4 separate regions of the Sus scrofa genome follow, and regions 1, 2 and 3 are each linked to region 4. Evidence: chromatin contacts called from public HiChIP or PLAC-seq data. All regions are on one chromosome and are shown on one strand. The core of a region is the stretch at or near the end of the contact, and the rest is flanking DNA. Distances in the headings are between cores, read along the strand shown. Region 1 overlaps HIVEP1 (zinc finger protein 40). Region 2 has its middle 63 kb from the start of EDN1. Region 3 overlaps LOC102166292 (a long non-coding RNA gene). Region 4 has its middle 58 kb from the start of MIR7136.

The links. HiChIP or PLAC-seq counts read pairs in DNA pulled down with a chosen protein or histone mark.
Region 1: an H3K27ac HiChIP or PLAC-seq map of alveolar macrophages shows a contact between it and region 4. The contact joins two enhancer-like sites. A contact is called at or near these places in 3 of 47 Hi-C or Micro-C datasets (embryonic fibroblasts and fetal heart ventricle) and 1 of 2 datasets of contacts at active chromatin or transcription factors (alveolar macrophages).
Region 2: an H3K27ac HiChIP or PLAC-seq map of alveolar macrophages shows a contact between it and region 4. The contact joins two enhancer-like sites. A contact is called at or near these places in 9 of 47 Hi-C or Micro-C datasets (blood, brain, embryonic fibroblasts and 5 more) and 1 of 2 datasets of contacts at active chromatin or transcription factors (alveolar macrophages).
Region 3: a contact with region 4 is called in an H3K27ac HiChIP or PLAC-seq map of alveolar macrophages. The contact joins two enhancer-like sites. A contact is called at or near these places in 1 of 47 Hi-C or Micro-C datasets (embryonic fibroblasts) and 1 of 2 datasets of contacts at active chromatin or transcription factors (alveolar macrophages).

The regions. Positions count from the first base shown.
Region 1 is chr7:8,644,419-8,647,118 of Sscrofa11.1, reverse strand. The region is part of intron 6 of HIVEP1 (zinc finger protein 40); the gene reads right to left. Among named protein-coding and RNA genes, the nearest start is that of EDN1, 110 kb to the left of the region's middle. Within about 2 kb of position 1,363, at least 7 of the 83 cell types and tissues checked have an H3K27ac peak or open chromatin away from gene starts, as enhancers often do. A contact at or near this core is called in alveolar macrophages, where this site is marked.
Region 2 is chr7:8,688,045-8,690,744 of Sscrofa11.1, reverse strand. No RefSeq gene overlaps it. Among named protein-coding and RNA genes, the nearest start is that of EDN1, 63 kb to the left of the region's middle. Within about 2 kb of position 1,389, at least 6 of the 83 cell types and tissues checked have an H3K27ac peak or open chromatin away from gene starts, as enhancers often do. A contact at or near this core is called in alveolar macrophages and retroperitoneal adipose tissue, where this site is marked.
Region 3 is chr7:8,454,096-8,456,795 of Sscrofa11.1, reverse strand. The region is part of intron 1 of LOC102166292 (a long non-coding RNA gene); the gene reads left to right. Among named protein-coding and RNA genes, the nearest start is that of HIVEP1, 60 kb to the left of the region's middle. Within about 2 kb of position 1,290, at least 4 of the 83 cell types and tissues checked have an H3K27ac peak or open chromatin away from gene starts, as enhancers often do. A contact at or near this core is called in alveolar macrophages, where this site is marked.
Region 4 is chr7:8,192,279-8,194,978 of Sscrofa11.1, reverse strand. No RefSeq gene overlaps it. Among named protein-coding and RNA genes, the nearest start is that of MIR7136, 58 kb to the right of the region's middle. Within about 2 kb of position 1,343, at least 3 of the 83 cell types and tissues checked have an H3K27ac peak or open chromatin away from gene starts, as enhancers often do. A contact at or near this core is called in alveolar macrophages and retroperitoneal adipose tissue, where this site is marked.

The DNA of each region.
Region 1 (2,700 bases), core at 114-2,613, 450 kb before region 4:
TTTCAGTGTATGCAGTTTTAAAGAAGGATTTATAAACAGTACCATATGCTTCCTGATGTGGGGTGGGAGGCTGGGTAAAGCTATCTGGCTCCGTTTTAATCTGGTTTTGTCTTGGTCACACCACACCTCAGACCAAGGTTCGCAGCCTTCCGGGTGGCAAGAGGCACAGGCTGGCGGGGTCCCTGGACTTTCTTTCTCCCTGGACAGAACTACCTCCTCCAGCTCACAGAGGACTTGAGAAGAGCTGGGATTCCTTCCTACAGTCTTCCTTCCCCAAGATAAAGACCAAATAATGTTTATCTCTGTGTGTTCACTGTGTCTTGAAACTCCCGAAGGGAAGACCTCGGCCACAGTCTGAAAACCTGAAAATGAATTTTGGATCATTGCATTTTTGCTAAACAGGGTGGAGATCCCAGAGCGATCAAAAAAACAAGATAAGGAACGTGAACAGAAGACAAGGGCATTTTTAAAATATCTGCGGCACCAACACAAAGCCCACACACCTGTGCTCCCTGGATTCAGGCTAAAAAAAATCCTTTCCTACTCCTGAGTTGTCCCCTTCACCCCCACCCCAAAGAAGACTATTACTACACGAGGCAGAAGTTGTGTGGATAGATGACCCGGCAAGGAAAAGTGACTTGTCCACGATGACAGGTCAGCAAGACCAAGAAGACTTGTCTACTCCCACACTTGCCATCTTGGACTTTGCGGTATCGCTTCTTTTGCCGCAGTGTGGCACGGGAACTTCAGCGTGGCATTCCTCTTCTACCAGGGGCTGCCAAGCCGTAGTCGCTGGCCCCGTGTGGCTCCGGCTTGTTCTTTTAAATAAAGTTTTAGTGGAATACAGCCAGGCTCACTGTTTACATACTGTCTGTGGCAGCTTTGCTGACACAGCTACAGGGTTTAGGCATCATGCTGAGACTGTGTAGCTCACAAAGCCGCCTAAAATATTGATTATCAGGCCCTTTACAGAAAAAGTTTGCCAAACATTTTATTCTGGTGTCATGTTTAAATCGAACAGCACCTGTGATACCATTACTCATCTTATAAAAGGAAGTCAAGAGACTTACATACACCTAGAAAGCATCAAAGCCAGAATGTGCAAACAAGGTATTTTTTTGTTTTTGTATTTAGGAGTCCTGTCATTACTTCAAAAAGATATACTATATGACAACTGGTTCTTCCTCCTCGGTGTGTACAATACAGATTGTATTTTATTTAAAAAAATCTACAATTATAGTTGATTTACAATATTCTGTCACCTAAAGATGTATTTTAAAATCCGGTTTCAGTTGCATAAACTGCCCTCATCCCTGCCCGACAGTGACCCCTGCTGGTCGGAGTCAGGCAGGCTGTCCTCAGACAAGCTCGGGCTGCCCCAGCCCTGCACCGGGTCAGGGACTTGGCCTCCATCAACATTCTCTTGTGGTTGTAATGTGTCTGCTTTTGTTTTTCTCATATGTTTAGAAAAACTGCTCCGAAATCCAGACAAACAATGGTAACCTGGGGACAAACTTTTAAAGCATGCAACTACTGCCGTAATCAGATTTTGTTTGGTGTTTTTGTTAAACTGTGCTTTCACCTTAACAACATAATGGGCCAGAGCTGAACGTTTGTTAACTTTCAGACGTTAGCCAAACGGCAGTCATAGCTGCCTTGTTCATTAATGACATGACACTTCTTTATTTTCACTATAAATCTCAAGACCTGTCATGGTTTTGGACTGTGAGTGGAAGTTTTTCTTAAAAGGAGTAATAGTATTTTCCATAAAAATCCCAGTGACAAAACCATATTCTACAGGTTTCAATTAGAAAGAATTTCATTTAGAAAACTCCACTAAATTTCTCTTAAGGGTCAGTGTGATCTAGGTTTTAAATCCTGTGACGGAACGCCCTCTTCCTACACACGTCATCCCACGTCCTTAACCTCCAAGGAGAATAACGCGTCCAGTTGCGCTCCGCCACACTGACGGGCCCTCCCAGTCTGGCAGTTGAGGGCACATGTTAACATTCCCAGCGCTGAAGCCCGGCCGTCTGTTGACAAAAACATTCTTTGGATCAAGGCATGAAAAGCAAATAGCCGGTAGCATGATTTTTGACACAAAGGGCGAAAAGGAAAAAGTATTTACTGACACCCCAAGAACACAGGGACAAAATTCCTGAACCTATACAATTCTTCGTGGCAAGGCTGCAGGGGCCTGTGCAACTGGCTGGAGGGCTTAGACTTTGCAGAGGCACCTACTATAATTACAGCTCGAGATGCCGGTTTTCAACTAAATGGAGACTTCTTTCGGAAGTCAAACGTTCACATTTTAATGGCTGCCTTAGACAAATTTTCCCTGTGCTTCATTCAAAATAAATGTCTCCCAACATCCCTAAATTTATTCCATTCAAAAATCAGAACAAGAACTCATCTGCTTCTGCTGAAGGATAAAGTGGGCAGCTGCATCGCCTGCTGTTGCTAAGGGAGGTAAGAATCGAATACCAGGGGTCTTTGGTCCCTCATCACGGCATCTTCGCACTGACCTTCAATGAGCACTCCATCAACCAGGGAGCATGCACCTTTCGCTGGAGAAAGACATTCTGGGTATGGAGTCGGTCGAGAGTACAGAACGGGTTTAGAATATTCAAAAGAAAAAGATTGAAGATACCGCTAGGAAAAGAAATACTGTAGATAAGGACAAAAAAATCTAGGGTAAAC
Region 2 (2,700 bases), core at 140-2,639, 500 kb before region 4:
ATGGAAGCCAACTGGTATCCATGAGGATATGGGTTGGATCCCTGGCCTCGCTCAGTGGGTTAAGGAGCCAGTGTTGCCGTGGGCAGTGGTGGAGTTTGCAGACGTGGCTCGGATCTGCTGTGGCTGTGGCTGTGGCGTAGGCTGGCAGCTGTAGGTCTGATTCAGCCCCCAGCCTGGGACCCTCCATAGGCTGCAGGTGTGTGGAACATGTTTACTGATTGGGGGGTGGGAACAATTCAACCCATGACACTCGGTGTATTACTATCCCCTTGATGCCACCTCTAGCAGCCAGGGTTGCCGAGGGAAAGAGGGAGGTACCGTGTTGTATGGCAAAACGTGGGCTTCAGCATCATGCAGATCTGTGTCCAAATCTTCACTTGACCATCTACGAGTTGTGGCCTCAGGAAAGTCACTGGTATTAATTTCTCAAAAATTGGTTAAAACAGCCTTCAAAAATATCATTTATTTTAATTTTTAAAATTTTTTAATTTTTTTCCCTCTCTTTTTGCCTTTTCTAGGGTGGCTCCTGCGGCATATGGGGGTTCCCAGGCCAGGGGTCAAATCAGAGCGGTAGCCACTGGCCTACACCAGAGCCACAGTAACTCGGGATCTGAGCAGCATCTGCGACCTACACCACAGCTCACAGCAATGCTGGATCCTTAACCCACTGAGCAAGGCCAGGGATCGAACTCACAACCTCACGGTTCCTAGTTGGATTCGTTAACCACTGCACCATGAAGGGAACTCCACCTTCAAAAATTTTGAAAGAACTCCTCTAGAAGTAATTTATTTTGGAGTTCCCACTGTGGCTTAACAAGATCAGTGGCCTCTCTGGAGGGCTGGGACACAGGTTCAATACCCGGCCTGGCACAGTGGGCGAAAGGATCTGGTGCTGCATCTCGCGTTGCCACGGCCGTATGAAAAGTGGTCCAGGACCGGGCCGAGAGCAAATCGTTTTGGCTGGGGGATTTTTTTTTTCTTTAAGATTTAGAAATATGCCTGTTGCTGAAATTCACCCTGCATGCAGCTTTGCAAATTGCTTTTGCAGCACAGTGCCTGGGACAGAAGGGAAGCGAGGGGAGGTGGGGGAGATAACAGAGTGGGTGGGGCGGGGGTGGGGAGAGGGTGAGGACGCAAAGGAGGAAGAGAGGGGAGGAGGCAGGAACACCCACCAGAGGCTGAGCCGTGTGCCAAGTGGGGGCCACACAGATGGGGAACCAGGGGCGCCCAGGAGAAGCCCTATATCTGGTGGCCTGGGACGGGCCCTTATCACCAATGGTACAAAATAATAAGGCCACCTTCCTTCTTGTCAGGCTGGCTGTCAGCTTGGATGAGTGCTGCAAGTGCCTCTGTTCCGCATTCTCATTTATGGGAAGAAAGGCTTTTCTCTGAACCCCTGAACTCCACTTGCCCAATGGTAGCAAGAGCAGCAGTGAGTCTTCGAGATGTGCAGCCCCCTTCAGAGGCATTTTCTATCCTCGGGACACAGTCACTCAGCTCCATGTCAGTTCGTTTGCTCACTGGCTTGTAAAGGTCCAGATAAATTATTTTCCCAAGGGCTCTTTTGGCTTCTTCCTGATGTTCCAGCAGAGGAAGTAATGGCTCACGAGTGATGCTGTGTGCCTGTGTCACCCCAATAATAATAAAGAGCCTGGAGTTCCCGTCGTGGCGCAGTGGTTGATGAATCTGACTAGGAACCATGAGGTTGTGGGTTCGATCCCTGCCCTTGCTCAGTAGGTTGACGATCTGGCGTTGCCGTGGGCTGTGGTGTGGCTGTGGTGTGGGTCCCGCGTTGCTGTGGCTCTGGCATAGGCTGTCAGCTACGGCTCCGATTAGACCCCTAGCCTGGGAACTTCCATGTGCTGTGGGAGCGGCCCAAGAAATGGCAAAAAGACAAAAAAATAAATAAATAAATAAAAAATAAAGAGCCCAACCGGAGGGGGTGAGAGGGCGTTTGGGGTTAGTGGATACAAACTCTTATATATAGGATGGATAAATGAGAAGATCCTACCGAATAGCACAGGGAACTAGATTCAGGACCCTGAGATAAACCATAACGGAAAAGAGTATAAAAAAGAATGTATACACGTGTAAATGTCAATCACTTTGCTGTAGAGCAGAAATTAATAAGTTGCTGTAAAATAAATTTTAAAAATAAATAAATACATTAGCAGTCAAACCGAAAGGCCAGAAAGCAGAGGCGCACTCGCTCCACACGATGCTTGCGATTCCAAATGTTTCAAAGGAAACAGGTCGTGGAATCTATGACAAATGAAAACTCTGCTGGCTGCTACCCTTCGCTGGTCTCAAACAGGAGCCCGTGCTTTTTTTTTTTTTTTTTTTTTTTGGTCTTTTTAGGGCCGAACAGAAGCACATGGAAGTTCCCAGGCGAGGGGTCAAATCAGAGCTCCAGCTGCCGGCCTGCACTGCAGCCACAGTCACACTAGATCTAAGCCTCATCTGCAACCTACACCACAGCTCACAGCAACACTGGACCTTTAACCCACTGAGGGAGGCCAGGGATCGAACCCGCGTCCTCATGGATTCTAATCGGGTTTGTTACGGCGGAGTCATGACGGGAACTCCAAGAGCCCATGTTTATTGGGTGATGGTGCTCAGCCATCCTTCCTCAAGCCGACCCCAGCATCTGCCTGTGGAATGTCCTTATCAGCATTCAAAGTCACCACATTCCAAAGCCAT
Region 3 (2,700 bases), core at 41-2,540, 260 kb before region 4:
TCCATGAGGACACGGGTTTGATCCCTGGCTTCCCTCAGAGGGCTGGGGATCCTGAATTGCCGTGAGCTGTGGTGTAGATTGCAGATGCGGCTTGGACCCCATGTTGCTATGGCTGTGGTGTAGGCTGGCAGCTGCAGCTCGGATTGGACCCCTAGCCTGGGAACTTCCATCTGCTGCTTTTTAGGTGCAGCCCTAAAAAGGACTAGAAAAAAAAAAAAAAAAAAACTAGTCTCCTTTTGATGGATCGGTTGGTCTCAGTATGGACTTGTGGCTATTTATTTTAGTCTATGGGTTACAATGTGATTCTATCATTACATATTTTGTCACTCAAATTACTCTAGCTTTGGCCACTGAGGCACCTCCAAACTGGCTCCTGTGTTCTTCTGACACGACCCCAATCATTTTTCTACACATCCTTTACTTTCTGGCACCACAAGATGTCCTGATCATGTCATACACATTCCCTGCCGCAGGCCTGGAATCAATAGCTTCAGCAAGAGGCCTGGGTTCCTTTAATTAGGAAACTGTATTTAGAACCAATACCTGGGCTCTAGGTGGGCTAACTGCTACTGAGTTGTCGCTGCTTCTAGGCTCTCTGAGCAGACAGAGCCGGGAAACATATGCCTGCGCACATGTCTGTATTTCTTTGTCTGTCCCTCTGTATATTTATTAAAAACCATGAATTCATACTTAAATCTTTAGTTTCAATCCAACACCACAAAGTTTATCCTATTCTTTCCTTTTCTTTATTTGTAACTTTTTTCTCCAAAAGTGAAAAACCTGGCTCTCATTATCCACAATATATTTATGTACTTGTTTAATCCTACTATAAACATAAGTAGTACTATGGACTTCCTCAATTAGAAAAACTCTTGGATATTATTGGGTATAATTCTCTCATTTTATAAATGAGAAACTCCAGGCCCCTGGGGATTAAGTTGCCAAGGGAAAGAAGCAAATTACTAGAAGAGAAGAATTATAAATGTTAGGATTTCAAATTTTAATATTGTGTATATTTCACAGGAGGGTTGAGAAAAGACAGGAAATGTAACACCAGGTAACCGCTAAGAAGAAGCCTTAATTCACTTTTTTTCCTCACTACTGATATACAAGCAAAACCATTCTGGCTAAAAAAGCGAGACATTTTGGTCAGCATGGCTCGTGTATATAATATGGCCAAAGGCCAGAAAAATTAGACATCATACTCATGGGGTGTTAAGACAGCCTCCGGAAAACGGAAGAACCAAGTGTTCCATTACTGAGTCTGATTTCTACAGCCATGGATACGGCCAAGACCTCGGAGGTCATTAAAGGTTACAGCTCTTGTTACACGAGTAGATGTGGAGGCAGGATTTTACTTCTTCTTTCTCTATGAACAACAACAACACTTTGTCTTTTGTGACTATATTTCAGTCACGGGGACTGAAAGTTCTACAAGTGAGATGAACAGGCTATTAAGCCTCCAGGAAAACCACCTATTTGTAAGCCTACAATTTGACGATTATATGTCACATGCTGAAACTTGATCATAAAACCCCTTTAGTGTTGTATGTCCTCTCTGTTATGGAGATTTGAGATCTCTGTTTTAACGATGCCTCGGGATCTTGATTTTAATTTGAGTGACCCAGTGCTAGACTGGAGAAGAGGAAGCGTTTGCCCTCACTGTCGGGATGGCAATAGGCAAGATTTGCCACCTTGGGAAGTGAAACACGGGGCTGCTGCTTCTTTTGCAAGTCAGTATCACGGGTGATCATCAGGGCCAAGGTTCATTAGTGAGACAATGTATGCATGTTGTATACTAAACCTCAAGTCCACACATAGTGTTAATTCTGTAGGAAAATATTTCCAAGCAATCAACTTGGAGCTCAACTCAAAGGTTGGTGACACTCTGTTTAGTCCTTGTGTCTAGAGTAGAACTGCTGAGAACTGTATTTGTTAATTCCTAAATCTTTATTCAGATGCCGAACAGATTTCAACCCTGCCTTGGCTAGAACAAGCCCTAGGAAATGGCAAATGGAGTCACTGCCTTGGGCTTTGATGACTGAAGCACAGCTGTTGAGTAGTAGTCTTCTACGGGAAGAACGTGAGAGCCCAGGTGAAATCAGTTATGCATCTATGGAAATCTCACAAATTACCATCAAAGCAACTACTTTCCCCCTGTTTACACACCTCCACAGCTGCCCTTCTGAACTGCTCTTCCACTTGTACCTGACATATATTTTATCTTTATCTGTACTCAAATATCAAATGGAGATGAGTATACAGAATGACTCCAACCAAGATCACCTTCTGGGGACATGAATTAGTCATCTTCCTTTACCTTGATTCAAGATACTTACAGATATTAAGTTAAGAGATGTGGGGGGTATGCTTTTGTGTGATTTAAAGAACTAGAAATTATTTCTGGGAGTTCCCGTTGTGGCTCGGTGGAAACGAATCCGACTAGTATCCATGAAGATGCGGGTTCGATCCCTGGCCTTCCTCAGTGGGTTAAGGATCCGGTGTTGCTGTGAGCTGCGGTGTAGGTTGCAGAGGCAGCTGGGATCTGGTGTTGCTGTGGCTGCAGTGTAGGCACGTTCAACCCCTAGGCTGGGAACCTTCATATGCCACGGGTACGGCCCTAAAAAAAAAGAAAGAAATTATTTCTGAATTGTTTAATTGAAAAAGAGATTTCTAAAACTGTCATCTCACAAAACACTG
Region 4 (2,700 bases), core at 94-2,593:
TGCTGTGGCTGTGGCTATGGCTGGCAGCTACAGCTTTGATTTGACCCCTAAACTGAGAACTTCCATTTGCTTATTATGAATGATTTTATGCCAGTAAATTTGATAGCAGAGGTGGCAGAGTTCTTCAAAAACACAAATTTCTAAAACTGACTCAAGAAGAATTAAATGATCATTATAGCTTTATATGTAATAAAGAAGTTGGGGCTGGTGGAAAAGTCATGAATCCTGATTATGGTGAACATATCCATTCATCAAACCTTATCAACTCTACCCTTAAAATGGGTGAATTTGTTGTATGTAAATTGTACTTCAATAAAGTGGATTTAGAAAAAAGGGAGGGAGACAGCTCAGAGGATTTACTCGATTTACTGAAGACCAAGGGGCCCAAACCAAGGTCCTCTGAGTCCCAGCACACAGCTTTCCCACCAGACCATATCGCCTTGGCATTACCATGGGGAAAATGTAGCCATTAGACTCTTGGAGGTGAGAAAAAGAATCACGTCTTTGCCACTGGTCATCTGTTTCTAATTGTTTCCAAAATTTTAATTTAGTCTGCGTTCTGATCTCTGCTCAGGGCAACACACACATAAACCTGGTGAATGAGCTTGGGCTAAGGTAGACCTGATGGCTGCCTGTAGGAGTGATGTGTGAGAAAGCAGGGAGCATGATCTGAACCTCTCCTTTGCCTGTCATTACTCTGCGCTATACTCCTGTCCTTCCTGCCAGAGCTGGAGCTAGGCCTCTGCTCTCCCAGTTCACGGTCTAGGGCTTTGGCTGCTGCACTGGAAGCGATATCCACTGTGAATTAGTGGTGTTCAGCCCTGTACTCAGAGTTTATATGGATATATGCTTTAGACTGAAATGGACATCTAATTCACTCCACAGCTTCAAGGCAGAAAGACCTGCTGCTGCTTTATCCTTCTCCCATTAACATATATATTAACCAGATTAGCCAGCAGTCAGCACTCAGTCCTGAGAGCCTGGGTCGTTTTTTTCGTGCATTTCACAGTCTCCTGACTGTGCATTTCATTGAGAGCAAGGAAAGCTCAAAATGGAGAAGGAAATGAAGTGAATGTAGGGCACTGGCAAGGACAGGCATGCCAGGATGAGATAGCCTAGGATCTCAGCAACACGGGAGATGCCCAGGCCTCCAAGAGAGTGCGCCCAAAATCAGGGGGAGGAAGAATACCCAAAGCATGCAGTTGCTGACTCTACTGTTTCCCTTAGAGCATGGGACACTGCGGTTTGGTGGAAAGTACGTGACTTTCAAAACCAGGCAAATCCTGGTTTGAGTGCTATTTAGTTTCTGAGTGAACTTGGGCAAATGATTTAACCTCTCTGAACTTCCACTTCCTCACCATGCAATGAAAGTAATAACGTCTTCTTAGTATCGTTAGAAGATTTAAAGGGCCGTGACACACACGAAAAAGCCACATTGCATATTTTGTTCCCCCTTTCTTTTCTTCCATCCCCTCTTCCTAGCTCCCTTGATACATAAAATGATAGAAATAGAAGACGCTCTAAAAGCCTGTAGTGCAGCACTCTCCTCATGTAAATAAGAGAAACAAGAGGCTTGCTGGTGATCTCACTGCTGGCCTTTGGCAATGCTGAGAGCACCTGAATAGTGTGATCTTTCCACCATGCCCCAGGCCGTCTAGCTGAATTGCTAATTCTAAGTCCCAATTTCCAAAATGTATATGTACATGAATTTAAAGGTCTGTATCCAAGGACAGCTCTCTTATATGACATTTTTTACTCAAGAACCCTAAACTAGACCCTTGCCTATTTTAAAACTTCTCTGATGAATGGCTTATAAACCTCTGGTAGACTTATAACCCAAAACATATCTGTCTCCCCACAAGTACCTCTCAGTAAATTCCACTTTCTGGAACAAGGCAGTACCAGGAATTCCCAAGATGGAGCCTCAAACGCCTCAAGGTCCACAGTCACTTGTTCAGAACACCTAGACCTCCTTCAGACTTTGAGAGGAGAGCTCCTCTATTTTGTGAGTCTGAGGGAAAGCTGGACTCTGACAGCTACAACAGAAGGAGGAGGGGTAGATGTTCCCTCCACCCACACCTATGACTAGAACTGAGTGATGTCATATATACTCTGTCAGTCGGATGTTTCCATCATATCATGATCCTTCAGGGAGTGATGCTTTAATTAGGGTTATTGCACCATCAGGGCAGCAATATAGCGTTCGTGGCAGTAGTGTCTAAAGCTGTGTTTCTCAACCTAGTTTTCATTATTGCTCCCTAAGGAGAATTTTCAGACATTTTTTCCTAAATTTCCCCCATTATGTAGTTTTGAGATAACAGATACACAGTATATCTGCTTATACTCTATGTATATCCAGGCTTTATACATAAATAGTAGAATTTATGTATTTTCCCTTTTCAGGGTTGATATTCCTGTTGAGAATGCATGGTCTAGAAGATGTGTCCAGCAGGGGCATCACAACCCCATGTTGCTATGAATCAATAATAGCAGTGTATCTTATTCCTTGGCATCTTTGGTCCCCTACCCATCTTCATCCATCTCTGAGTTACCTGGGATTTTTCCAATAGGGTCCTATCTTGGTTCACATTTACCTGGAAGCATACGCTAAGGCAAGAGTTCAAGTGTAGATAGTTTATTTGGGAGGTGATCCCAGAACACCAGCAGGAGAGCTGGGGAGTAGAACGGAGAAAGAAGCAG